2 separate regions of the Gossypium arboreum genome follow, and region 1 is linked to region 2. A link is a contact called in public Hi-C data. All regions are on one chromosome and are shown on one strand. The core of a region is the stretch at or near the end of the contact, and the rest is flanking DNA. Distances in the headings are between cores, read along the strand shown.

Region 1 (2,700 bases), core at 35-2,534, 300 kb before region 2:
AAATGGATCGGTATATATTCTTCAAAGAGATTCATGGTTATCTCGAGTTGTGTATATATATATATGTATATCCCTTAAACATCTACCAATCACTATATTGCAGTGATTTAGCTATGGTATAATCAACTACAGGCCTAAGTTCATCCCAGTGTTCTTGTCCGAAGTATTCATCAGCTGCATTTGGGTTAGAAAAGCTTAAATATGATGGAAGCACTTGAGTTGTTGCTGCAAACAACTGGTTCCCTCCAAGGAAATGATCATTCTGAAGCTTCCTTTCGATCCCCTTATCATCTAAAACTCCGAAATTCTCTACCTTCAAACTATTTTCCGATTCTACACTGCATGCTCTAGAGCTGCTGGCACTAGTATTAGTATTTTGTTTATTCTTCTTATTTTGCCAATCTGATGCAAACTTTCTACTTGAAACATCCCGTTTAAAGATTCTGCAAAGTGTCCAAACTTCCTGTAACAACTCCCTCATACAAGATTAGAAAAGGAATTTCAAGAGAGAGAAGGAAATTTTAACTAGTTGAAATGGATCTTACAGCTTCTGGCAAGTTGTCCTTGTTGGTGCTTGAGAGAGTAGTTGTGGAGGGTGGTGGGAGGCGAAATTCATGCATCATCCAATCAGTTTTAGTGCCTTTCCCTGCACTCCCCTTGTAATAAACCAAGGATTTCTTCAGGCCTATGCAATCATGAAATCCACCTACCGAATATATAGGCTTGTCGATCCCAGTAGCTTTCCAGAATCCCGACCCTGTTACCCTGTTTGGCCTTATGCTGTTCCTGTATTTTCTTCCTCTTCTACAAAAGAAGTACCATTCTTTCTCTGTACCACTGCTCAGTTTGCTAACTTCTGCACCATAATTAGTTAGCAATTAATAAAAAAAATAGTACATAAAGAAACTGTGAAATTAACAAGAAAGAAAATGAAGATTATTGAATCATACTTGGAAGATCCCAAGGATCATGTTTGTAGATATCAACATGTTTGATTATGTCAATACTAAAGAGTTTCTTCTCCACTTTCCTTCTAAGATAAAACCCCACAAGCTCTTCGTCAGTAGGATGGAATCGAAAACCAGGGAGCAAAACATCTTCATCTTCAGAGATCATCTTCTCCATCACCTCCATTTCTATGCGCCTTACTATTTCTTTTACCACTTTAAGATACATTAACGTAACAGGCCTTATATTGTTTTAAGATGTGACCATGGGTTTTTAGTCAAAGTCAGCCTGTTTGACTGGAAATATGAGATTGCTTGCTTCATATTTGAAGACTTTATAGCCGGTAGAGATTTTGTTGGTTTGTAGATTTTTCACCAAAGAAAAAGACAATTAAAATCTTTATTTGAGAAAAAGAAAAAGAAGAGAGCATTTGTCCCTGGAATATCTAACAAGAAAAAGAAAAGTCATTATAAAAAGGTTTGCCTTTTTCACTAAATATCTTTCAAACACTCCTCTATCTTTTAAAATTCGATATTACATTCTCTCTTTAAAAATATAATGTATATTACCGTCATATCCAATCAAAAGTTTATTTTTAATATTGAAAATTTATTATCTACTTTACAACATTTCATATTAATTTTCATATATTTTAGGAAAGAGGTTTTTCTTTATGCATTTAACAAAAATATATAATAATATTAATAATTTAACTTAAATTTTGAAATATTTTTCTAAAAATAAAATATAAACATTAAACTCTAAATTTTTAAAGAATACAGCAACTTATCACTCATTTAAACCAGTATCTTAATATATTAAAGTTCCTAAGGGTTTGAAATCTAAGAAATCTGAAGACTATTGACTTCATTATTTTAATTGAGTCTCGAATTAATATGGCTGCTGCAAAAGTCTTTTCATGATGTGAGTTAAGGACTTATATTACATACAAATTTATATAGGTTAAATTTTGTTTAGTAAGAGGTATTATATCTAAGCTGTGAATTTATTTTTATTTATTTTAATTTTTAATTTTAAATTTGAAATTTTAATTTTAATTATTAAATTATTAAGTTTTGATATTTTTAAAATATCATGCAATAAACGAGTTATTTTTAAAATAATTTAAATTAATTAATTATTTATGAAAATAACTCATTTGTAAAATTATGTCCAAAATGACAAAATCTCGGTATCATCGTTACCATTGGCGGCACCACCCTTCATGATAGGCCAATCATTGGCTGGTTTTAAAAAAGAAATGTATTTTTTTGAGTGCTGTCGTTGCTATTGACGGTATTAGATTGAAGTGTGATTATATAAAACGTTCAGAGACTTGATGAAACAATTACCCTTTTTAGATTGGATAAAAAAGATGGCACCGGCACCAAATTAAATAATTTTAAACTTTTGGTCTATTTGCATGTTAGGTCTGTCCACTTTTGAAATTAAACTTAAATAACCCTTAAAAAAATATAAGAACAAAAAAATAAGCCCTTTTATTTTTTTATTTTTTAAAACAATAAACTTAAAAATATATATAAATTTCTTATTTAAATTACCCAAATATATCTATAAAGAATTTTCCTTTTAAGTAAAAATTCTTATTTAAAACTTGATGAAATTTCTTGAGGATATATTTCGTAATTTAAATAAGAATTTTATATAGTATTGTAATTTTATTGTTTTAACTAAATAAAAAGAAAATCGTTTATTTTTGTTATTCTTATATTTTTAACTGTTATTTAAATT
Region 2 (2,752 bases), core at 227-2,726:
GCAGCGCCGCTGCTGGTGCCTTCCCCATTGCCGCCTGATCTTCTCCTTCGCTTTGCTAGTGAGTCTGAATACTCACTTGTATCCGAATCTGTGCCATCACACATCTCCAAAACATAAATATATATATATGGAACCAATGAAATCAATCAATACAAAAATCAGAGATCATCATACAAAGTAGTCTCTAACGTGGCGTACCAATTTAAATCATTGGAATTTGTGCTGACCCGTCAAAATTACTACTTAAAAAACTGAAATCTACTATTTATGTACGGGCAATGATGCATGTGAGCAAGGCAAGCTAGAGAGAGGGAGAGAGTACCTACTGTGGGCAATGGCTGAGCATACGAAAAAGGTGGTTGTAATAGTGGTGTAGGAGCAGCTGTCGGTAGCGGAAGTTGCGGCGGTGCTGTTAGAGGTAATGGAACTGCAGCTGGAATAGGTGGAAGTTGATGTTGCAATATAGGAGGCAGTTGCACGCTAGTAATTGGTCTATCCATAACATCCGGTATGTTGGGAATGGGAAGTGAGCCACTAGCAGTGGCAGTAGCAAGCAGAACCACCCTTTGACCTCCTTTCTTATCCACCACCTCCTCCAAACACTCAGATATCTGGCGCAGCATGTTAGTAGGCAAGTTCTTTTCTTTTCTTTCATTCTTCTCCATTTCCCAATAAGATCCTTGGTTATCCCCAGCTCCAGCTGTTCTCCTTTGGTACTCTCTCACTTTCTTGTAGTCCCTCATGAGATTATCCCACTTGTCATTGCACTGGTTTTGGCTCCTCAAACACCCTCTACTCCAACAATAATCTTCTACCCATTTCCATCTCAGCTCTGTTGGTTTGCCCTTCCCTTCACCCTCCCAGCTTTTCTTCATTCTTCTCTCATCATCCATCTTCTTTGCCTCAATCAATACCATTGTTTCATTAACAGTCCAGTTCCCTTTCCTATATTCCCTCATTCCAATGTTGTTACCACCTTGATCAGCCATCGCCAAAGTGCCTGCAACACCCTAAAATAACATAGGGAGAGAGAGAGGAAAGAGAAGCTGGAGCTAGATATTAACCCTTTTTACAAGAATGAAACTTAGGCCAAGGAATTAACGTGAGTTCAAGTCAACCTAAAGAAAATGATCAGTGACTAGATAAACATAAAGAGATTATGCTGTTTCATGGTTTTGGCGATTTCTAGAAGAGAATTAAATGTATTCTTATATTATGAAAAAGAAAAGGAGAGAACCAGCAAAAGCCATTCAAATTATCAAATGAAATCTTCTAAGTTTAAAGTCGAAATCTAAAACTACTTATTCAAACCACTGCCTCCCTACAAAGTGAGAGAGAGAGAGAGAGAGAGAGAGATCTAACTACCATTAATTATAACAAAAGGCCAAGCATATCCACTCAAACTGACACAACAATGAACCCCTAAAAAAAATTTTCAGAGAGAGAAAGAGGAGAGAGAGGGTTGTTTTTCTAGGAAAGGGTAGACAATTAGGGATAGAGAAAAAGATATATACTGTGGGGGGAGAGTGTTCACCACCATGTAAGCCCTGTGGCAAAAGTGATTAAGGGTGAGTTTGGATAGGCTTTGTGTTTAACTGCGATTAGTGTAAAAATAGTGATGGCGGTGAGATTAAATACTATAGCGATACTGCAGCGTGAGATAAAAAATAAGTTAAACACACTGCACCGCAGTCAATCGCCCATCCAAACGAAGCCTAAGCCACCAATCATCACTCAACTTTTCAACTACATCTATATCTTTCTTCCCTACAATTTAAAGTAATGAAAAAATAATTAAACACACATTTTAACAACTTTACAAACCTTCTCAGACAACACGTACTTACATGCCTCAAAGGAATTCTCCTACTTTTTAAAGTAATTTATGTCCATGTCGCATTTGACTTTAAACTTCACTGAAAAGTAAATTCGAACACAAGATTGACTTGTCCACTTTTTTTTTTTTCAAAAATAAAAAGGCACCTGCAATATTAATATGATATGTTCATAGTGATCAATAAGATACAGGCAATGAGGCAATGAATAACAAGCGTGGCGTTATATTTCCTGTAAACAAGATCAGACAAGAGAGATCTACATTAAAAGACTAAACAAATCGGCAAACAACACCCTAATCATTTGGTTAGGCTTCTTAAATAAGTCCCACGCCATGCAAAGAAATAGCTAAGAGAAACGAGTAGCAGAATGTGTCACATGGTAACGTTGGGGGGATTATTACATAAAACACCCTTTCAAGGGTTTGGTGGTTTGGACAATGCAATTTAATTATAAGACGAAGGGAAACAGTTTTGGTCTTTTGGGGATAACAAAGATGTCAATTTCGTCTTTTAAGGCAAGACATTTAAAGGCTTCAGTGCCACATCAGCAACCCTTTTCTTTGCTTTTCATTTGTCTGCCAGCTAGGACCGGAAAATGTGGTAGAAAAACTTCTGCCATGGGGTCACTTTGACTAGGGTTTTGACCAAAGAGAGGACCATCCATGGGGTCTCATGACTAGTCCTTTCGTTCCAAGTTTTTGGCTCGCTCTTTTCACTTTACCTGTACAAAACCAACCTATATAAATCCTTGAAGTAGCGTTTTTATTTTAAATTTTAGATTAATTTAAAAACAATATATTGAATAATAAAATATTTAAAAATGGAATATTTATGATAAATTTTCAAATGCATAAATTTCTTAATCGCTATTTGAATTTGAAAATTTGAAAATATTGAATTTAACAAATCCTATT

The links. A called contact is a pair of places that touch in the nucleus more often than the background predicts.
Region 1: a contact with region 2 is called in a Hi-C map of leaf, with 2.0 times the contacts expected there. The contact joins the promoter of LOC108485835 here to the promoter of LOC108478878 in region 2. A contact is called at or near these places in 2 of 5 Hi-C or Micro-C datasets (both in leaf).

The regions. Positions count from the first base shown.
Region 1 is chr6:19,962,412-19,965,111 of ASM2569848v2, reverse strand. It overlaps LOC108485835 (transcription factor JUNGBRUNNEN 1-like), which reads right to left and starts at 1,284. Exons shown (of 3, transcript XM_017789683.2): 1 at 951-1,284; 2 at 546-856; 3 at 1-463. The coding sequence starts at 1,176. The coding sequence ends at 83.
Region 2 is chr6:19,660,051-19,662,802 of ASM2569848v2, reverse strand. It overlaps LOC108478878, which reads right to left and starts at 1,476. Exons shown (of 2, transcript XM_017781335.2): 1 at 323-1,476; 2 at 1-88. The coding sequence starts at 989.